Linked DNA regions of Mus musculus: all the other regions are linked to region 5. A link is a contact called in public Hi-C and HiChIP or PLAC-seq data. All regions are on one chromosome and are shown on one strand. The core of a region is the stretch at or near the end of the contact, and the rest is flanking DNA. Distances in the headings are between cores, read along the strand shown.

Evidence for each region. A called contact is a pair of places that touch in the nucleus more often than the background predicts. HiChIP or PLAC-seq counts read pairs in DNA pulled down with a chosen protein or histone mark.
Region 1: a contact with region 5 is called in an H3K27ac HiChIP or PLAC-seq map of the NIH/3T3 cell line, with 3 times the contacts expected there. The contact joins two enhancer-like sites. A contact is called at or near these places in 3 of 39 promoter capture datasets (the 3T3-L1 cell line, embryonic stem cells and liver), 3 of 484 Hi-C or Micro-C datasets (cortical neurons and uterus), 10 of 115 datasets of contacts at active chromatin or transcription factors (the NIH/3T3 cell line, T-cell acute lymphoblastic leukemia, VIP interneurons and 5 more) and 4 of 9 other capture datasets (adipose tissue, embryonic stem cells, liver and 1 more).
Region 2: an H3K27ac HiChIP or PLAC-seq map of microglia shows a contact between it and region 5, with 4 times the contacts expected there. The contact joins the promoter of Arsb here to the enhancer-like site in region 5. A contact is called at or near these places in 3 of 39 promoter capture datasets (the 3T3-L1 cell line, hippocampal neurons and liver), 1 of 115 datasets of contacts at active chromatin or transcription factors (microglia) and 1 of 9 other capture datasets (adipose tissue).
Region 3: a Hi-C map of uterus shows a contact between it and region 5, with 2.5 times the contacts expected there. The contact joins two enhancer-like sites. A contact is called at or near these places in 1 of 484 Hi-C or Micro-C datasets (uterus), 1 of 115 datasets of contacts at active chromatin or transcription factors (cardiomyocytes) and 3 of 9 other capture datasets (adipose tissue, liver and pancreatic islet).
Region 4: a contact with region 5 is called in a Hi-C map of uterus, with 2.0 times the contacts expected there. The contact joins two enhancer-like sites. A contact is called at or near these places in 1 of 39 promoter capture datasets (cranial neural crest), 2 of 484 Hi-C or Micro-C datasets (muscle stem cells and uterus), 1 of 115 datasets of contacts at active chromatin or transcription factors (microglia) and 4 of 9 other capture datasets (adipose tissue, embryonic stem cells, liver and 1 more).

The regions. Positions count from the first base shown.
Region 1 is chr13:94,176,357-94,180,437 of GRCm38.p6, forward strand. All of the region lies in intron 3 of Lhfpl2 (lipoma HMGIC fusion partner-like 2), which reads left to right. LOC115488151 (a long non-coding RNA gene) reads left to right here. Exons shown (of 2, transcript XR_003950582.1): 2 at 1-4,081. Among named protein-coding and RNA genes, the nearest start is that of Scamp1, 110 kb to the right of the region's middle. Within about 2 kb of position 2,410, at least 98 of the 459 cell types and tissues checked have an H3K27ac peak or open chromatin away from gene starts, as enhancers often do. A contact at or near this core is called in the NIH/3T3 cell line and T-cell acute lymphoblastic leukemia, where this site is marked.
Region 2 is chr13:93,769,287-93,773,444 of GRCm38.p6, forward strand. Arsb (arylsulfatase B) reads left to right here and starts at 2,393. Exons shown (of 8, transcript NM_009712.3): 1 at 2,393-2,806. The coding sequence starts at 2,492.
Region 3 is chr13:94,120,793-94,124,794 of GRCm38.p6, forward strand. It overlaps Lhfpl2 (lipoma HMGIC fusion partner-like 2), which reads left to right. Exons shown (of 4, transcript NM_172589.2): 2 at 1-43. Among named protein-coding and RNA genes, the nearest start is that of Lhfpl2, 65 kb to the left of the region's middle. Within about 2 kb of position 2,264, at least 37 of the 459 cell types and tissues checked have an H3K27ac peak or open chromatin away from gene starts, as enhancers often do. A contact at or near this core is called in uterus, where this site is marked.
Region 4 is chr13:94,103,561-94,108,115 of GRCm38.p6, forward strand. All of the region lies in intron 1 of Lhfpl2 (lipoma HMGIC fusion partner-like 2), which reads left to right. Among named protein-coding and RNA genes, the nearest start is that of Lhfpl2, 48 kb to the left of the region's middle. Within about 2 kb of position 3,096, at least 20 of the 459 cell types and tissues checked have an H3K27ac peak or open chromatin away from gene starts, as enhancers often do. A contact at or near this core is called in muscle stem cells and uterus, where this site is marked.
Region 5 is chr13:93,937,243-93,941,815 of GRCm38.p6, forward strand. Arsb (arylsulfatase B) reads left to right here. Exons shown (of 8, transcript NM_009712.3): 7 at 1,985-2,107; 8 at 3,224-4,573. The coding sequence ends at 3,489. Among named protein-coding and RNA genes, the nearest start is that of Lhfpl2, 120 kb to the right of the region's middle. Within about 2 kb of position 2,494, at least 95 of the 459 cell types and tissues checked have an H3K27ac peak or open chromatin away from gene starts, as enhancers often do. A contact at or near this core is called in the NIH/3T3 cell line, T-cell acute lymphoblastic leukemia, adipose tissue and 3 more, where this site is marked.

The sequences.
Region 1 (4,081 bases), core at 1,160-3,659, 240 kb after region 5:
TTCCCTGAGAAGCTCTCAGAAACATCTACCTTCTTGCAAACAAACACAAAACAGTTGGGGTGTGGGGTGGGGGAGCAGTCTGGCTCCAGCACATCTTTTGTAGTCTTTGGATACAAAGTAGAGACGTCCTTTATCTTTTGGTCTTTATCTTTATATTTTTGAAGACTGTTCCGGTGCAGCTTCTTTTGTTTTTATGTTTCTTTTTCTTCCCTTGAACACATGGGAAGCCTCCTGCCTCAGCTTCCAGGTTGCTGGCATTACAGGCACTAGGCTGTCACATTCAGCATGTGTATGGGTTTTTAAGAAGGACCATTCCAGCAAACCCTATCCCTGAGGATGTTAGCCCAACGAACTCTTGTTTGCTGTTTCTCCTAATTGGCAAGCAAACGTTTTTTTTTTTTTTTGCAGAGTTCATTGTATATCCTTGACCGTGAATTTTTCTGACTTATCTCTCTTCATAGATCATTTGAGAAGAGTTGAAGAGGATACACACACACACACACCCCTACCTCATGGGCAGCCTGCTAGAGAGGATAGTTACAAAAGTCTGATCTTCCTAAAGAAATTTGAGTAAATTTGAGTTTTCTGTCCATCCCTGTGACTTGGGCACATTTCAGAAATTCTGAGGTTACTCACAGTTTTCAATCGGCAAGAGGCAAACGGCCCTCCCGACTCCAAGTCTGCTCTCTAGAGGCTGTGGGTTTAAGGTGAAGCTCTGCAATACAGAAAAGGCTGGCTGCTTTGTCCACAGCTGGGCTCAAGCACACCTCAGCGAAGTGATGATAAAGATCAGGGGCTTACTCTTCCCGTGTGCCCATGTCTGCTAAAAGGGCTACTAAGTTCCTTCTCCCGGGATTGAGGTCCACACCAGGCCCTAGGCCCCTGTAGGCCTAGGCCTGGAACATTTGGCTACAAAAGTAGCCACACCAGTGTGGAGATGGTGACGGTCCTTCTCTTTGCTAGCGGCTGTCCTACCCACCCTCAACGCATGAGTGGCTGCCTGGAGTGTTCCTCTACTACGCCCCCTTGTGGTCTGTTTACCTGGATGCAAAGAAGCTCTTCCTAGAGCTGTATAATACTAACACTGGGGTAAGTGTTAGTATTGCTTCTTGCTCCATGGAAAAATGACACTTTAAAAAGTGACAGGATGTAAAATTACGAGATGACATAAGCATATTCCTGAGGCATACCTAATTTAAAAAAAATAAATATTCCACAGGCTTATATAGAAATACAAACTGAACTGTATGTAACCTGAGCATTTGGGAGAGGGAGGCAGAAGGATCTTAAGTTCAAGTCCAGCCTGGGCTATGTATCAAGACCCTCGCTCAAAACAAAACATTTTAAATAGTGGTATTTTGGCGTTAGAGTTACGTGTGAAAGATACTATCGCCTCAGTAGAAATTTCTTACCTGTTAACTTTTAAAGCATCAAGTCCAGATAACTGAAATAGTAGGATTTGTTTCAAGGCCTGACCTATCGACAGCCAGGAAACTGGACATCTCTACCCTCACACAGAAGCCTTGGTGTTAAGCAGTCACCTCTGGCCATCACTGGAGTTAGGCCTTACCTCAGAAGGCCTGAGAAACATTGGTCAACTAAGCCCATTTCTCTAAGCTCCAAGTCTGCCCACTTGTAAACGAATCTAATCATGGTAAAGGCGTTTGAGGGTTATGTTAGTTTACTAGCATGACAAACATGGTGTTTGGCGTCTGGGAGATGGTGTTAGCTCTGTGGTGATCGTGAAAATGTTGCTGCTTTCTTGCCACCAAACTTTAGGATGCTTTTGCATTCTAAGGGGTTGGATACCTTTTATAAGCCATTGTAGTTGGCCATATTATCTTCAAGTCCTGTATTTTCTGCCTGGTACTGCTCTCTGGTTCCTTGACTGCCTGCCTGGGGTGAGGCTGTCCGGCACAGGTGCAGAGCCGTCCTGAGGCCTTGGACAGTTGGGTCTTCCATCACGGTTCCAAGAAGCACAAAAGAGCAGATACTCTTCCTCTTTCCCACACGTACACGTCCTTATACTTTTTCTTCCTGGAGGCAGCTTCCACACTTGAGTCTTGACTGCAGGTGGCTGCTCAGACTCCCCCGGCCGCAGAAACCTCAGACTGGTGTGCACTAGAGGAGAGCAAGTCTGGGACTTGGCAGAGCCAGCAGCACACATGGGTTCCAATCCCTCTGGGACTCGTTACAAAAGCTGGGTAGCTGGCCAGCAGGGCTGGCTTTTGCCAGCTGTCTTCCGTAGGTTGTGACCTGGATGTAATCCATACTGAAACTGTAGAATGCAAAGATCCAGGTTTTCCATGACAGCATCAAGCAGTTTGTTTTTTGAAATGCATACAGTGTGAACACAGACGTCCACCGAATCCCCAGTGACTCAGGTTTGGGACAGAAGCCATTCAAATGAGCTCAGGACTTGGCTCAGTGGTGTTGGCAGGGATGGGTTCTGCTAGGCTTTGCCATGCCGGTTGCTGAGCCTGGCTGCCTGCTGTCTTCCAGTCCTGCCTCACAAGCTTCTTTCTGTCTGTTGGATCTCATACTCTACTCCGGTCGGCCCTCTGTCTGTGTGATCAGCCTCACAGGGCCTTCTCAGCCAGCTGTCACTCTGGTCTGCAGGTCTGCTACAGTGGAGGGGGTCGCCATGGGAACCCCAGCCTTGGCCACGAAGGGCCTGGTGTGTATGATCCTGTTTCCTTAGAAGTGAGCAGAGTGGGAGAGAGTGGGAGAGACTGTGCAAAGGAAAAGTGGTAAGAGAATGTGAGAGGACGTTGGGGGGCTTTGATGACCGTGACACCGCATCTAAGTGTGAGCGGCTGTGTGTGGCACCAGCTGCCATTGTGTTCATGAAGGTGAGTGTGCGGAGGGGTGAGTGGGCACGTAAACACCACAATTGCCAGCCAGGCTTGGTCTTCCCTCGTGAACCAGAGTGTGAGTGGAGGTATAGAGGGCACGTCGGACACCACTCGTTCCATCTAGAACTGACCTTCCTGAGCCAGTGTCTGAGAGGCGAGTGGGCAGGCACACCATGACTGACATCTGGAACTGGGTTCATTGCTCTTCTCCCATCGTGTGAAAACCAGCAGCAGGAGCCGCCGCCAGTGGCATGCATAGCCCAGCTGGGTCTCAGCCTACCCGTACGCTTTTCCTCTCCCTGTTCGTTCATTCAAGACCAGAAGGATGAAATCACTAAGAAAGGGGAGAGGAACGAAACCAGGGTCTCAGGATGAAGACGAGCCTAGGCATAATTTTACCTCTGAGAAAGTCACCTACCTTATCCTGAGAAGGCAGAGTGACCTTGGTGAGCAACTTTGGATCTCCCCAGGGAAAGGGGACTTAAGGAGAATTGTGAGGACAAGCCAGCTCTCCCTTTTGGTGAAAGCCAGGCACAGGAGACTTCTGGCTTCCCGGATGGGGGCTCTTGGTTTCTCTACACAGACAATGCCTCTGTTAACAGTTTCCTGTTTGAATCAGTTTTACAGTATCACAGGTTGGGCCTACAGAGATGGTAAAGAAGCAAGTGCCACTCTCTTAGAAAATGCAGATTCCATATTAGGTGGTTCATGACCACCTGTGACTCCAGCTACAAGGGGAATACAATACCTCCGGCCTCTCCAACGGGAACTGTGTATATATATACACACACGTATGTGTAAAGGGAACCAAATATATATATATATATATAAAGAGCCCAGTCATACCATGAAATAAAGACTAGTGTTTAACCACAGATAGACCAGGCAGCCATTAATGTGAAGAATCCAGAGGCTGGGATGCATTTTTTAAGAAGAATCTGTTGTATGGGCCTGAAGAAAATTGCAAACGCTCTTAAAATTCAGATACAGTGTCTGATTTGCAAATAGAATATGAAAACAGTCTGCCGCGGCACCTACTTGATTGCAGGCATAAACCACCGTGAAGCGGCTGATGCTCTGTGTTCAACCTACATTAGCAAGTCATGGGATAATGGCTTTGACGTGGCTCTGAATGTTTATTTACCTGAGTGATGTAGGCACTCTGTTTTAAGAGCTAAGGCAATGGTAGTATTTTCCAAAGCTGTAAAACCACTTTAAAAAAAAAA
Region 2 (4,158 bases), core at 1,143-3,642, 170 kb before region 5:
AATGTTGAGTTCAGCCAGAAGCAGCCTCCCTAAAACCATGATGTCTCCCTCTTTTTCTTTTTTCCCTTCTAGGGTTGGGATATATTGGTGTCATGAGACATTGGGCCAGGCTGTACCGGGCAAAAGCCCCAAGCCATAAAGAGTGACTTAGCTCTACCCGACCATTTCAGAGCCACCGAGAGAAACGGTATGCCCAGATGCTGAGAACAACCCACTTGCTCCCAATCAAACTAAACCAATTAGCTATAACTTCCTGGTTGCACTGTGCATGTACGTGTGCAAGTACGTGTGCATGTGTGTGTACATGTGTGTCTCCTAGCCCTGGTAAATGCACTCAGTCTCCATCCCTTTGAAAAGGTAGGGCCCCTCCGTGTTCTAATAAAGCAGTGTCACTCAGCCTGTTCAAGTGTGTGTGTGTGTGTGTGTGTGTGTGTGTGTGTGTGTGTGTGTGTGTGTGTATGTGTGTTGGGGGGGGTGCAATTATGTTAAAGGATTATGGCATATTGATCAAAGCAAGAATCCAAGAGTTCACAATGAACTAAATACATAAGAAACTCAGAAACTCATAGAAAGGACGCTAAAAGGTCACTATTGGTAGCCATCCTAATTATAATCTATTCACACAAGAAATGAAAGCCAATAAGCAAAAGTTTGAGTACTACTTAGTAATTACAAGGGGGAGATGGTAACTCTGCAGTGGAGACCTGATGCCAGTAACACAGGGGTCCCACAAAAGAGCAAACCAACACTGTTCCTCTCTGTCTGAGGTACCAGGCATCACCCCACATCACCTTCCTGTACTCTTGTACGAAGCTGTTGCCTGAGTGAAATCCAAAGGAAACACCAAAGGAACACCAGTAGAGAGATTTTTAAAAGAACCACGCACAGTATGCATGCCATAGGTCTTCAGTATACAGATGAAAATCAGACTTTTCCCACCTGCACATTGCCAGGGCACCCCCAGCTGACATGCTCAGTTGAAATGCAGGGCACGGGGATTTTGGTGGGTGCTTAGTTCCAGGAGCAGTATTACTGGAGGCTGTTTGATGCTTATCAAGGGCAGGGAAAACCTGGACCTTGGCCTGGGACTGTAATCCCAGTTCTGTCAGTGGGAGATGAAGAGGCAGGAGGACAGAGAGCTGGAGGAGCTATCCTGGGGTACATAGTAAGCACCTGCTTAAAAACAAAAAGGAGAGGACTATAGAAAACAATTATGGAGTAGAAGAATATGCAGAGACCACACTATCCCCAACACAAAAGCGAACAAACAACTCTTCTAAGATATTGTTTTTGGGTTTAAAAATGCCAAAATTTAAAACTTTCTGGCTATATTTTACTAAGGATAAGTAGTAGTTATCTACTTCAAAGAAAACTCTTATGTATGTTAAGAGGGAAACATATATTCAAGGATAATCTTTTTTTAAAAAGGAAAATTTTGGCCGGGCGTGGTGGCACACACCTTTAGTCCCAGCACTCGGGAGGCAGAGGCAGGCGGATTTCTGGGTTCAAGGCTAGCCTGGTTTACAAAGTGAGTTCCAGGACAGCCAGGGCTACACAGAGAAACCCTGTCTCAAAAAAAAAAAAAAAAAAAAACCACACACACACACAAAAGAATTTTTTTACTCTCACACAAATCACAAATGCAGAAATGAATACATCATGTGATTTCATCTAATTTATTAGTGAGAAACCGATAAGAAATTAAAATTGGTTATAAGGAACAATACCACAAACGCCCATCAGCCAACCGCATGGAAGTCAGTTGAGTACATCAGCAATAATTACTTTTCAAGGGTATCATTCATCCAGAGCTTCTAAAGCTGTAAAGTAACTCCCACGGACTCGGCCTCAGCCAGAGAGGGTGTGTCCTTCAGGCAGCGCACATTTTTTCTCTCTCCACCTAACAGTTATCACTCATCTCTAGACATTGAGTAAGCAAGTAGACAGTCTTAGGTGGGCATACCCCGAATGTCTTGAAATGAAACTTCACCATTTCATTTTAGATTCTGGGCAGACAGAATGAATGTGTTTGGCCCACTGATGATGGGAAGGAAGTGGCTTCATGGGTACACACTGCACAAAGGAATCTGAAACACCATCTGCACCACCTCTCTTCTCTCATCTGTAATGGTCCAAACCATTACAGGGTTTCTTCTGGGGATAAAAGGAGCGCTAACTATAGTGCTTAGCTGTCAAGTTTGCGGCTAGATTTAATCAGATAAAGGTTGTGAAACAGCTTTGGAACTTGTGGCTCTCGAGTTCATGGCTAAAATAAAGAACGGGCCTCTGGGCCTTGGAAGGACCGGCTGAGTTCGCCCGCGCGCTCTGTGCGGCTCCTCCCCCGGCCCCCGCGGGAGGCGGAGGCCGTGGACGCCGGCCCTCCCCAGCCCGCGGCCCGCCCAGGTGGATGAAATCTTGCTGGGGAGCCCGGCCGCTCAGTTCCCGATTCTGTCGGGGGTGCCCGCAGCACGGGCTCTGCAGGCTGCTAAGGATGGGCAAGCTTAGCCCGTGCACTGGCAGGAGCCGGCCTGGAGGTCCCGGGCCGCAGCTGCCACTCTTGCTGCTGCTGCTGCAGCTGCTGCTGCTGCTGCTGTCGCCGGCCCGGGCCTCCGGAGCTACCCAGCCTCCGCATGTGGTCTTCGTGCTGGCGGACGACCTGGGCTGGAACGACTTGGGTTTTCACGGCTCGGTCATCCGCACGCCGCACCTGGATGCGCTGGCGGCCGGCGGCGTGGTCCTGGACAACTACTACGTGCAGCCGCTGTGCACGCCCTCGCGGAGCCAGCTGCTCACCGGCCGCTATCAGGTACTAGGCGGCCTCCAGCCCCGCGTGACCCCGCGAGCCCGCCAGCTCAGTCGGACCGCGCTCGACAACCCTGGCTTCCCCAGGCTGCTGCCTAGGGCCACTGCGCATGCCTGACTTCCTCCTGGTGGCCGAAGGCAGGAGTGGCTTTCGTTTTCTCTAGGTCAGAGGAGAGCGGGGTTTCTGGGATCTCGAGGTGCTGTGTCTGTGAACCCCCAAAGAGAAGGATAGACGAGGTCCTGAGGAGAAAGGATGGAGAAGAAAAGGGAGGCCCAAGGAGCTCCAGAGGGCCATTAAAGTGAGAGGCTGCACTGGGACGGACCCTAGTGACTGACGCGGTGTGTCATAGATCAGGAGTGACCTACTTGAGCCAGGAGGATAGGAAGCCATGTAGATGGGAGTTTCAGAGATTAATTTAGAAACACTAAAAAGACTTGGGATTGTTGACAAGGGACGCATCACCCGAAAAGCCTTCAGTGAATGAGCGTGGGGGTGGGGTATGTGAAAGATCTTAAGCTTTCTCTCAGCCCCTGTTGTACCTGGGAGTCAGGCCACAGGTGAGATAAGGTGCACCCCAGGCTCCTATATCTTTCCTTTACTAAGTTACCCCCTTGCCTATAACTATGCATATGTCAACAACGTGGAAATTCCAGCACCCACGCTCAGATCCTCCGCTGTGCATGGCTAACAATGGAAGTCATTTCCAGGTTCTCCGTACCCCTACAATGAAAATAAGGGTGCTGATATTTCTTCTACCTTTGAGGGTGAATCCAGCCCACATGAGTCTCTTCACTGCCCCTTTAGAGAGTATGTCCCCCACAGAGTATGTGTATGTTAAATGACTGGGAACAGTAAGAACGTATCTTGTAGTGTTTTTATTGTACTGAAACGTTTTTAAAAACCACTTTATGAGGTAGTTATCTTGAACGCCCTTTACAGGCGAGGAGATAGCTTGCCTAAATTGGATGTCAGCGGGGGAGTCACACGGCTATAAATTGCAATCCTTAGTTTCCTGCACCTACTCGTCTCAGACCTATGAAATTAGGCTCCCCTCAATCCAAGTTTGGTGGGTTTTTAAAATCCTGATGTGATTATGATCAAATTAAATTTAATAACTTTTAGTGGTTACTGATATTCTCTGTCTCTGTCCTTTCTTCCCTTTCTCCCCTTCCTTCCTTCCTTCCTTCCTTCCTTCCTTCCTTCCTTCCTTCCTTCCTTCCTTCCTTTCTTTCTTTCTTTCTTTCTTTCTTTCTTTCTTTCTTTCTTTCTATCCTACACACACAGTCACAGTCTTCTGGCCTTTCTTCATACAGAGATTTAGACAACATGGTGTTAGTATGGCTCTCGATACAAGT
Region 3 (4,002 bases), core at 1,014-3,513, 180 kb after region 5:
GTTGTTCATTGGAACTTCTCAGCATTGCTGCCAAGATAAATAGGTAAGAGCAATCACAGGTCCTCATTGTTTGCCTCTCTTTGTCTTGATTGTTTTGTTTTTCAAAGCAGGGTCTTGTTATATAGCCTGTGTAGTCTTGAAACTCACAGCAGTTCTCTTGCCCCAGCTCTCTGTATGCTGGGTTGACAGGTGGGGACTATTGTGTCCGGCTTGATGTTGTTATTGTGGGGAGCATTTTTGAGAAAGGATAGCTTTTTACATTTTGGGACCTTGCCCTATATCTCAGTTACAGTTCTATTGCTGTGATAAAATACCACGACCAAGGTGACTTATGAAAGAAAGATTTTAGTTGGTTTACAGTTTCAGAGAGTTAGCGCCCATGATGGTGCAGTAAAGATGCAGCTGCTGCAGCAACCGAGAGCTCACATTCTCATCTACAAGTAGGAAGCAGATAGATAAACCGGGCCTGGTGTGAGCTTTAAAAACTCAAAGCTGGCCCATAGTGACACACAAGGCCTACCTCCTAATCCTTTCCAAACAGTTCCACCAACTAGATACCAAGCATTAAAACATATGAACCTATGGAAGCCATTTTCATTCAAACCACCACGCCAGTGATAAGCCCTAGTTTGCTAGACTCAATGTACTACCAATTGGGTCACATCAGTTATTATTGCAAAGAGTTCATACTAGTGTCAGATAAATGGCATTGAGTTTAATACTCTAATGTTTTTCTTCAGTTCTGATCTACTTTGTTCTGTTGCTGCTCAGGAAAAATTTCAGAGCTCTGCATTGTAGAATAGTCTTCCCCTGTTAGCCTCTCTGTAGACCATTTTAAGTCCTATATCATTTCTCTCAGAATGGGGACGTAGACGTGGCCAATTTAAATAACCCTGATTTATTGCTTGATGATCACTCTTACAGAGGGATTGCCAGAAAGAAAGTTGGAAACGATTCAGTCACAGGTGATTAATGATTGAGTAGATTTTAATTTACAAAGGTCACCTTTGGAAAATATTAGTAGCAGGGGTTGGATACCCCCTTGCAGCATGCATTAGGAAAATCAAGGCAATAGGTAGTTGAATGTGTCACTAAAAAGCGATCGTTCTGTTTCTCAAAAGAGAGAGGCCTGTTCACCTCTGTCCTCTCAGGGTCCTGTGAGTGTTACAACCTTGGCAGTGAGCTTAGATCACCCTGGCAGTGAACCAGGGTCCAGTGTAGGTTCTAGTCCAGCCTAGACTGTCCAGTAGGGCCTGCTGCATGCAGAGGGTTTAGGCAGGGCATTCCTACAAATACCATCCTCTCTGTAGAAAAGCCATTGTTTTGGTTTACAGGCTTTGAGAAAGGATGTATTTTTCCTGTGATCTGTCTTGCGCTGCTGACTACCCGAGCATTACTAGGCTCTAGCAACAGCGCTGTGGGGAGGCTTGAACCTTTTAATGAGAATCACAAACACTTGTGAGTCATAAAATGAATGATTCGAGCAGCAACCTTCTCATTGGAAGGCAAGGGCTGGTTTGAAACAGATGGTGTCCTGGGCAGGCAGGGTAAATGTTTGCACCTTATCACACTGCTAATCTTTAAGTATTTGTTCCATATTTATTTAGTGGAGATGGGAGAAGCTGTGTTTTCTATTCATAAAAAAATATTTAACCAGACACAGTAGATCCCTGTAATCCTAGGTAGAGGCAGGAAAAATAACAAGACCAAGGTCATCCTTGACTACAGAGTTACAGGTTAGCCTGGGCTACTGAAGAGCCTGTCTCAAAAATATGTATGTGCATATATGTATAGTATACAGATATAGGTACATATGAATGTTAAATATGCATACATATGAATACACATATACACACACACGTGTGTGTGTGTGTGTGTGTGTGTATGTATGTATGTATGTATGTATGTATACACTTTCTGGGCTTAAATCTCTGCTTATAATTAGACGTGTAACTTTGAGTTCTTGACGTGTCTGGCGCCCTTTCCTGTGTGTTAAAGAGGCTTATGGCACAGAATGTTTGAATTGGGTGTTTATAAACCTTGCTTAGAATTTGGCTAGTGATACCATTTTAGACCTGGGATGCCAGGTGCCTGTGAACCAGGTGATGGGGTCTGGTGGGGGTTGGCAGTGAGGTCTGTGTTTGCTCATATCATCCGGGGAAGATAGGCTCAACAGGAAAATACACTCAGCCCTGTGCCGTGAGTAACCAGGGTTTTCACTCTCTTCAGAGGAACCATCTGTTTCAGTTCCCAGGACCGGGAGCCAGACCACGATGCCGACCATGCAGGGAGTCATGTGAGAACCCAGGCTAGCTAAGGGCCCCACATTTTCCATGTGTTCTGTTGACGGTTCAGTTTCCCCGTTGTGGGATGTCACCCTGGATCACTGCCGGGCTGGCTTGTTTCAGCCTGCTCTGGGGAGAAGCCAGTTCCATTTTGCAGTGCCTTGAGGAGCCAAGTCATGTTTGGCCTTGTGATTGATCTCCTATAAAAGCCCCATAAAACCAGCTCTCTCTGGGTCCTTCATGTTAGTTTTAGTTGTGGATTCATCTGAGACCAGCAGTGCCATCTCGATCAGGTCAGACGGAACTACGGATGTCTGAATTGAGTGTGGTCCCACTTCCTGTTGCCTACATTCTCTCTACACGGTAGCAGGCTTCTCTTGAGAAGGAGGAACAGTTGTAGTTTGAGGCAACTCTGGGCATCAACTCTCCTGAACATAAACCTCCTGCATTGGACACCCATGGGCTGGAGGATGGGCTGGGGGCCATGCAGCTTCGTGCCTGAGGCAGGTTTTGGAGCCTCCTGTACTCCACCTCTGTTCCTGGGGATGGCTTCTTCCTTCTCTGGTTTAGGTAGTTGAGGGAAATAAAGACAGAGGCATGTGTATCAAAACAGTCAACCATTGATTGGTTGACCCCTTTCTGGCTCTCTGACACCAGGTCCTGTGTAGGGTTGCTTGGATATGCAGGCTGAGAACCAATTCTCTCAGGCTTTCGCAGACATTCTTTGGACAAATGTCTCACCTCTCATACCTCCTTGGTAGAGAGGCAAGGTGTCCCTGCTCTGCTCTGCTCTGCTCCCTGCCCTGTGGGAATTGTGGGAAGGCTTCAAAGAGGGCAAGTTCAAGTATGTGGTTAGCATTCAGTGGACTTCTATTGGCAGCCCTTGAGGAAAAAAGTTAAAAAAAAAAAAAAAGACTTTTTGGGCTTGAATCCCTTCTTATAATTAGGTGTGTAACTTTGGCCGGGTTTTTGACACCTTGTCTGGCTTTCCCTGTTGTCTCAGGCTGCTAGGAAGGCAGTGTGGCACAACTGTATGTGTGCCTCGTGGGGTAGAGGGAACTAACGCCTAGTGAATCTTAAGAACTATGCTCATAACTGCAACACAGCACAGGAAGGAGAGGTGCCGTTACTGAAAAGTGCCCACAGTTTAAAGTCCCTTGAGTGGCCGGGCGTGGTGGCAGTGCACACCTTTAATCCCAGCACTCGGGAGGCAGAGGCAGGCGGAATTCTGAGTTCAAGGCCAGCCTGGTCTACAGAGTGAGTTCCAGGACAGCCAGGGCTATACAGAGAAACCCTGTCTCGAAAAACCAAAAAAAAAAAAAAATAATAATAATAAAAATAATAATAAAATAAAGTCTCTTGAGTATGAATCTGGCTTCCTGTGTTGCCTGTGGTACCAGGATATGCTCCCCTGCTCCAGGTACGTTAATCTGGATTGGTGGAGAGTAATCACATGGACCGCTGTCTCTGGAGACGCTACAGGGAGGCTTGGTCTTCCTGGGTTTTCTTCTAGGTTGGAACAGAGTGGACCAGCTGAGTGAAAGCGCTCAGTCTGGTGCTGGCTGCCATGGTAGCCATAGCCCAGACACAGCAGCTGAGCTCTTAAATGGCCAGTGCCACAAAGGCACTGAATTTTTCACTATTCCATTTCCATCATCTAAAAAGCTAACACAGAGAGTTCACTTACTGGGAAACCTTTCAGTGCCTTTAGAACAAC
Region 4 (4,555 bases), core at 1,846-4,345, 170 kb after region 5:
CTCAAGAAGGGCTGGCCTTGAGCTCAGAGATTCCCCTTCCTTCTGACTCCCAAGCGCTGAGATTAAAGGCACCACCGCTGCTTCTAACAGTCACTACGTAATCACCAAGAAGGCTTTGAGTGGGAACGAAATAGTTCCCTTATTTTAATCCTGGGCCCTGCTTATAAAAGTAGCTCCAGGCTAAGAAGACTCTAGTCTGAATTGAGCTAGTGGCTCATTTGTTGATGTATGTACTTCATATTACTGCTAAGCCATGACTCCCTCCACCATAGCTATCTCCCAACCTTTAGCTTCTGATTCGTGATGAAGGATGAGGAAGCTCCAGGAATTCATTTGTTTTTCCTTCTAAAGATCCCCTTATAGGCTTTATTTAAAGGTCTGGGCTGGAGCATAATGGAAAGGTTTTCTCGGTAAATGGAATTTCGAGGCACTGCTTTCTTGGCTCTGATCAGGCAGTCAGGCCCTTTGTCAACACAGAGTCAGGATTTGGTAGTGGGCACTGCAGTATGTGTATCTTTCTGATTGTTACCTGACCATAGCCAGAGGCCATACCGCAGGAAAAGCACAAAGCTATGGCAAACAGCAAAACTACCAAACTTGTCTCACTTTCTAGGCCACGGGCGGAAGGGCATCTTGCTTTGGTGGAAGACAGTTCTCATCTGTCTCTTTTGCAGAATCAGATTCCAAAAGGTGGAAGAAATTATATGAGATTTGAAAAACATAAGAATATACTTTCTCAGAAGTATCTTCTTGATGAATATGTGTCCCCTCCCCCTTATAGCTTCTAGGAGCAGGCAGTGGGGCTGGGGGCATGAGCCACTCCCCGAAACGTGCACACATGTGTTGGTAGATCACGCGTGATAGGACAGGTTTTTGGGAGCAAGCCCGCTGCTGGGCACCCAGACTTTCAAATAGAGAGGAATGGAACTGGAGGCGCTTTCAGACTCTAGGCAGACACTTCCAGGACTTCTCTCTCCTTGATCTTTTGCCAGGGGCAAGCACATGTCCCCAGTCAGAAGCTCTTTTGAGATACTGAGATAAGAATGGTGTGTTTGTCTCTCTGTCTCCCCCGCCCCACCCCCTTTCTCCCATTCACACTTTGTCTGGACCAAGAAGGTAGATACAGATGGTATAAGAAAGGTTATATTTTATTACGGTGAGGGTCAGCACACAAGCTTCACACTCTAAATTCCCAACCTCAATCCTAAGCCCATCTCCTCAAAGCTGCTCACCCATGTGGCATAGCTTAGCTGAAGGTCAGATTCAGTCTGTAAGAGAAGTCTCTGGTTCAAGAGTCGGGATCCCGGGGAGACTGTCCGGCCGCAGGGCGGGTCAAGGTGGTGCCTCTCCAGATGTGCAGAGCAGAGCGATGCTCTTGGTCTCAGCTTATATACTGTCCAGTGGGGTTCTAAGACTCTGTCTGGTTATCCTGAGTGCACATGTCACTAGGTTCTGGCTATCAGGTACAGCCTTGGGTGTAGTGGGATTCCAGACTAAGCTATTTTTACATGCCTAGAAGGGACTTTTATTTTTTTAACCATGCTCATTGCACAACTCCTCCCTCTCGGATCTTCCTAAACGTAGTTCAATTCAACCATTTTAAGTGAAACTGAAAAACAAATTAAAACTCCCCACAACAGAATATTCTCTCTGGCAAGGAAAGGAAATTATCAACTAAACTTCCTCAAGGATCCCAGGCAGCAAAATCGTAAACCAGCGTCTCTCAGACTCTTGGCAGAAAACCAGCCTTGCTTCTCCTTGCTTCTTAGAACACACCCCCACCCCTAGTATATTTCTCTCTCTGTGTGTGTGTGTGTGTGTGTGTGAGAGAGAGAGAGAGAGAGAGAGAGAGAGAGAGAGAGAGAGAGAGAGAGAGAAAGCCCCATCTGGCTTTCTGTGTATACCAGGGACCTGAACACTGTCCTTCATGCTTATGGGCCAAGTACTTTACCCAGTGGGCTATCTCTGCAGCCTAAGGTTCTTTCTGCTCTGTCTTTAAAAATTAAAAAAAAAAAATGAGAATCTGTTAGTTCTTATTCTTCTTGTGATTGATATCTTGGTTTTGCTTGTGAGAGAGAAATAAAATCAATGTGCTGGCGTGTCCTATCTTTAATTGATTCTTTCTGCAGGTGAAACGCAGCAGCCGTGCCGGAGAAGGGAGCATAATTCATATCTTTGTGACTCTGTCCAAGTTCTGAGAAACTGTTCAAACTCAGTTTTGCTGGTATTTACCAGTTGAGGTCCAGCCAACCCCTGTACTTGCCTTTCCTTCCCAGAGGGCATGATAAGGAAAGAGGGGGAGAAGAGTTCAAAGAACGAAAAACAGAGGTTTCATTAGGGTAGCATTGGGGGTCAGGTAAACATGGCTTTCGAGTTTCATTGAAGAATTCCAGAAAGCCGAGGGCAAAGTCTCCAGAAGGGTTGTAGCATGGTGGGAAGTTCTTCTTTAAAAGAATGTCAGAAAACGCAATATAATACTCTTAGGGAACAGAAACTATTAAAGTAGGAAAGGATATAACCCTCCCCCCAGGTTTCTTTCTTTATTTGAGAAATTTGGAAGACCCAGAGAAGATCGTCTCTAGTGACCAGAACACACGTCTTTATTGCACACTTGCTCCCCAGCAGCTGTGGTGTCATTGAGTTTGTGAACTTAGATTTTCAGTGCAGATTCATCGCAGACCTGCCTTGGAGCCAGCAGCATGTGTGCTCTTGGGAATCCAGGCACCTTCTGTGGACCTGCCGTTGAGGGCATAGGCTACCTCCTGGCTGTCTATCAAGAGAGCCGGCGTTAAGGCGATGCCCTGTTTGTCTGGAAAGCGTCTTCCAGGGGACTTTCGGGTGCGTGGCTTCTGACACCATTCCACCTAACTCCATCTGGAAATCTCTTTCTCATTTCACTTAAAAAAAAAAAAAGCTAAAACAGTCCCCATTGATGCCAAAAGAAATGAAACCATGAGTTAAGCAACTCGTGGAAATTGTGGAATTTCTGTCGAGGAGATCTTCAAAGTGGAACATAAAAATTAGGTCGCTTAAGTAAGTCTGCTTGGAGGGCGACCAAAATGGTCTTTCGCAGTGTTCCAGATTTATTAACCACTCAGGTTAGTACTCATATCTCAGGAGATCAGAAGAATAGTCAGTCCTTTGTTTGCGGCCATTGATGTTAAATGCTGAGCTCTGTGGTGACTCCTGCCTTGTGTGGTAGTACTGCGTCTGCAGGTCGAGGGGTAAATGGGAGGGATACAATCAGAGAAGTTCTCCTTGTAGAAAACAGCATGTGTTCTCTTCAGAGGATGGCGTGAAGAAGGCAATTGGCTGGCTAAAGCCCAGAGAAGCCACCAAACGGCCACGATTCGGTGTAGAAACACGATCCACGCGCAACTGTTGTACCGCAAGGATGTTTAGATCTGGGCTACTGGACACTCTTGACTCTACAGAGTTAAGCAGATTGTCTGGAAGAAGCCAGTAGAATCATCTGGCTCCAGTATGAGCCTAGAATGATAAAAATTGAAAAGTCAAAGAAAAGGTTCTTTGTGGGATGCCAAACCACAGTGAACATAGCTTTTGGTGACTTTGCTGAATTCCCCCTGAGCCTGGAGCCATTGGCTTCTCCTTCTGCAAATTACATCCAGATCTTCCTCCTACTGCATAGTGGCTGGCCCATCTGCCTGCCTCCCACTGACCTCAAAAGAGACAAACTTCCAGGGCTAGCGAACACTCGCACCAAAGAACGCGGAGGTTTTCTCAGCCGTGGAAACAGAAAGCTGTGGAAGGTGCTTAGCAGAGAGGAATTCAAGCGGTAAAAGCCCCGGTTTTTATTTTTATGTGTGTTGGTAATTTTGAGAACTTCATGAGTTTTTCCACATTCCATTTTTAGGGTAAAGGTTTTGGAATTTTATTTGTTTATTTTTTAATTCTTTCAAAAAATCATTTTATGTGCATGAGTGTTTTGCGTGAAGGTATTTATATGCTACCATACGTATGTCTGATGCCCACAGACATCAAAAGAGAGTGTTGGATCCCCTGGAATTGGAGCTATTGCTATGGATGGTTGTGAGCTGCTGTGTAGGTGCTGAGAGTGGAACTCTGGTCCTCTGCAGGAGCAGCAAATGCCTTTAACCACTGAGCCACCTCTCCTGATTCTTGTTTATTATTTTTGAGACTAGCTCTCTTGTACTTGAAGCTGGCCTGAGGCTTTCTGTCCTCCTGACTCAGGCTCCTCAGAGGTGAGATTGCAGGTGTATACAGGTCCACCCAGAAAGATTTAGGAACTTACCTTAGTGACTTGCTGAATTCCGCCTGTGCCCGGAGCCATTGGCTTCTCTAACTTCTCTGACTTTAACTTTAGATTAAATGTCCACTGCCACTCTCTCCTGATCTGCTCTGTGCGTGTGGGACGTCCTCAGGGATCCGCAAATCCATTTTCCTTGGGGTTTATTTTCCCTGTGCATGTTGCCAAGGCTGGTCTTGAACTTGTGGTGTTAGCATTCCTGTTCAGCCCTTGAGTATCTGGGGCTTTGGGCCTGGGTCTCTGAACCCCACATTCTTTGCCTTTTTT
Region 5 (4,573 bases), core at 1,244-3,743:
AATGTCCTCAGCTAAAGGGACCTGTACAGATGAGAGAAGAAGTTAGCCAGAAAGAACAGACTGAGTGTGCTCAGCTGAAACCCTTTCCTGGGTCTAAGTGAGAGCCAGCGTGTGTCCCAGATTCTTGCACGCGCTCAACTGGCCAGGAAGAACGACGCTGCAACAGGATCCTTCTGCACACATTTATTGGGAGAGCATTGATTGCATAGGCGAAAGAAGAACAATGAACAAGGAAAATGATGCTGCTTATATACCCCTCCATGTGATGTGTCAGCTCCTGATTAGCTGCTCACTCATTACCCCACTACTACGCCCCGGGATGGGCAGTGACTTGGCACGAATTTACTCTTGCACCTGCACACATTACTTGTTTACCAGTTAGGCACAGCGGAGGCTCATGATGGCAATTGCTCACGGCTCCCCACACCAGATGTTTGCAGTCTGATCCTCACCGTGTGCTGTAAGGGAGCCCTGAGATTGTCCAGTTACTATAGCTAAGTGAAAGCCAAGGGCCAGCCACTCGCACAGCTCTTTCTACTGTGAGCCAAAGCCACATTCTCTAGAGGCAGTTTCATCACTAGAGAGGTGATAATTAAGCTCAGTCTATCTGGCTCTGGCTCTGGCTCTTTTTTTTTTTAAGATTTATTAATTGTGTTTATATGAGTATATGAATACACTGTCACTGTCTTCAGACACACCAGAAGAGGACATTGGATCTCATTACAGATGGTTGCGAGCCACCATGTGGTTGCTGGGAATTGAACTCAGGACCTCTGTAAAAACAGTCAGTGCTCTTAACTGCTGAGCCATCTCTCCAGCCCTGGCTCTGGCTCTTAATGGGTTCTAAACTTGAGAGGAGGATGAATATTAATAACTGCCCCCTCAGAAACTTGATCAACTGCTATAAGACCTTAAAATGATAAATTAATATAATCCATGTGTCTTAGTTAGGCTTTCCCTTGCTGTGAAGAGACACCCCAACCAAGGCAACTGTATAAAGGAAAGCATTTCGTTGAGGCTGGCTTACAGGTTCAGAGGTTCAGTCCTTTATCATGGCAGGGAGCTTGGCAGTGTGCAGTCAGGCATGGTGTAGGAGGAGCTGAGAGTTCTACATCTTGATCCAAAAGCAGCAGGAGACTGTCTTCCTGGGCAGCCAGGAAGAGGCTCCCTAATTCCACTCTGGGGAAAGCTTGGGCATTAGGAGACGTTAAAGCCCACCCCACAGTGACACACTTCCTCCAACAAGGTCACACCTCCTGATAGTGGCAAGCATTCAAATGCTTAAGTCTCCGGAGCCCAAACCCATTCAAACCACCACTACTTTATATGCTCAAACAGTTTCTATACCCATAGTTATTCTGTTGAATAGTTAAAAACACTGCTCACTAATTTTTACATTTCATGAATGGTTTAAAAAGAAATGCATCTGTAGTTTTTTTGTACTATGCTTAACCTCTCCTAGCTTGTCAGAGACTTCAAAAAATGTGCATTTTATAATTTTATATACTATCTGCAAAGGTACAACCATTCGCAGAAAATGTATTTCACTTACACATTTAAGAGGAAAAAGAACACACATATTCTTGCACACTCATGCACACACACACACGTGCGTGCTCATGCACACACACCCATACCACACACTCATGCTTGTGCACACAACCGCTGCCCAGCTCCGTTCCTGTAGTAGACACTGCTATGCACATGGCTCTGCATGTTGGCGGGAGGCAATGATTTTAAGGATGGATTAGCCTTCTAATCTCCTTGGGATTTCCTTTATATTTGTGGTGGTTTATGACTGACATCTAATGTAACTATACTTTGTGTTTGTATTTAATAAAAGATTCGTTTCTGTGGCAGGACACACATTTGTACTCTGGTGTTGAACAAAGGCTACTGTTCTGCAAGAAGGGTATAAAATGTTGATTTATAATGACACAGGCCAATAACAGCAATCTAATTCTTCCAAACTATTTCTTCCCAGGTCCTGGCAAGAACATGACTCCAGCAAAGGACGATTCTTTTCCGTTAGAACATTCTGCCTTTAACACGTCTATCCATGCTGGGATCAGATACAAAAATTGGAAACTCCTCACGGGCCACCCAGGTAGAATGCTTCGCTCCCTTCCTGTGGCCACCAGAGTAGGGCAGTGTCCTCAGCCTGTCCTCTGGGCCTTCATTCCCTGGACTGTGTCCATAGAAAGGGAAGTCCTTATCACTGGCTACACCCTCCTCCTCCTCCTTGCCTAGCCGGCTCCTCAAGGCTCCCTGCCAACCCCTCAGTTTGCTCAGACATCTGAAATGTCAACTAGTCCTTCAGATCTTTTACAGTCCCTGCAGATCTTAAGGAAGCAGCTATCTGCTTGTGGTTTCATGGCCTTCTTTTAAGCCTCTGTCTGGTCCATATTACACAACTTCTGTTGTCTGCCTAAGTAGACTTCCCACCAAACAGAACAGTGAGAGAACGCTCACCAAAATGAGAGCTGACTCACTTTTTTTTTGTAATATATCTCTGAAGCTGCAGGGTGGGGGAGTGGCTTCCGCTGCTCATTCTGACCGTCCTCCGAGTTGATATTTGTTGTTGTTGATGATGATGATGATGTCATCTGTAGTGGGGTTAAGAGGAGAAAATCCCACTTGGGTGCTTCATAAACATATATGGATTTTTAGACATGTGTGACTGTCAAACATAGCACACCCAGCCAGCTGTAGATCTTCACCAATTCTCTGGCTGGGGAGAGTCTGCTTCCCCTCCCCCTTCCTTAGAAAGGGACAGCTTCACTGTTTTGTAAATATGGGATATTTCCACAGGCTCTGATGCAGTGTAGCAATGCTTAGTTCGTGAGTGTTCTTGGTGTTTACAATGACAGTTCATTGTTTGGGACTGTCCCATGCATTGCGAGAGATCTTAGAATTACTGTGCTGTTGCTTGATAGCAGGAGTACCCTCATTGCCCCAGCCATCGTGACAACTAACACCCCCATCCTGCTTCCACCCCACATATAGTTTTTAATGTCCCTTGTAACGCTATAGGATCCGTATCATCATGGCATGGAAATCGTATTCTGAACTCGACATCAGAAGGCACAGGTTTTTTGTTTGTTTCTTGATGTACGACCATACCCACAAAGCCAAGGAAGCCTTGTACCCAGATTCCTGAAATTAGAACCCACCAACAGTGCCCCCCACACACACACACACTAAAGTTTAATTTCTTTACCAGGCTGTGGTTACTGGTTCCCGCCTCCGTCTCAGTCCAACGTCTCTGAGATACCTCCAGTGGACCCACCAACCAAGACTCTCTGGCTTTTTGATATCAATCAGGACCCTGAAGAAAGACACGACGTGTCCCGAGAGCACCCCCACATCGTCCAGAACCTTCTTTCCCGCCTGCAGTACTACCATGAACATTCTGTGCCTTCTCACTTCCCACCCTTGGACCCCCGCTGCGATCCCAAGAGCACTGGTGTGTGGAGCCCCTGGATGTAGGGCTCTGGGGAGTAAGGGGGGCTGGAGCCCATTTCTGGGCAGGCTAGACCTCAGGCCCCTACTCCCCTGGCTTCTCTTCTTTATCATCCCCCACCCTGTCACCTGGCCCTCATGCTACATAACCCACCAAAGGAGTCCAATTTCAACCCACAGTACATTCTAAAAGCCAGTAAAATCTGGAAGGATCTTGCTGTTGGCTGGAGTTAGTGTCTGGGGCCAGGGTGGCCGGGTTCATCCTGCTTCCTAAACTACAGACGCTGGGAACTTGACATAGGAAGTTATCCCTGAGTCCTGGAGGCCAGGACAGCTGGCTCTTTTTGCTTCACAAGTCAGCTGTTAGAACTCCCTCTGCTAATAACCAGCTTTATTGGCAAGACACATTTCTTGTAACAAAGGCAGGGAGCAGATGTTGCTAGTGGTTCTGTTGGCTGTGAGTGCTCCCTGTCTGTGAGCTCTTACTCGGGCTTTCCGCACCCATGACCCTAACCCTAACCCTAACCCTAACCCTAACCCTAACCCTAACCCTAACCCTAGCCCTAGCCCTAGCCCTAGCCCTAGCCCTAACCCATCCGCTCACTCATCTTCCTGTGGAGCGCACAGCCCATTGCAGTAAGCCAGCATGGAGACATGCCTGTGCCGTGGTTTTGGTTTCCATGATAACTAAATGTGTTTTTATCTCCACCCCCACCCCCACCCACTATTGCTCATTCTGTCTAGACTTCTGCTACCCAGCTTGTGTGGCTCTGTTCCTGTCATGCCTTTGGACTTCACTGTCCTGTGCCTGAGGTCTCTCTCCCCTCTGCTTCACCCATTCTGAGCTTTAGGATAGTCCTAAGCCCTGCCCAGAGGAGGTGGACTGGTCATTCTGTGTCCATGCTAATGGGAGTTGTGGGTCTGTGGCATCTGCTAAGGAGGATTATTCACAGTTGCATGGAATCTGTCAAGATTGTGGCTATATCTCCCACTATGCCATGGTCTATGCTGTTTTCTCAAGCAGTGGCAAGAAAGGCCAGGATAGCACTTCTTCGCCCTGAGCAGTCTCAGAAAGGAAGTGGCCATGGAATGTTGGCCTCAGTAAGGCAGA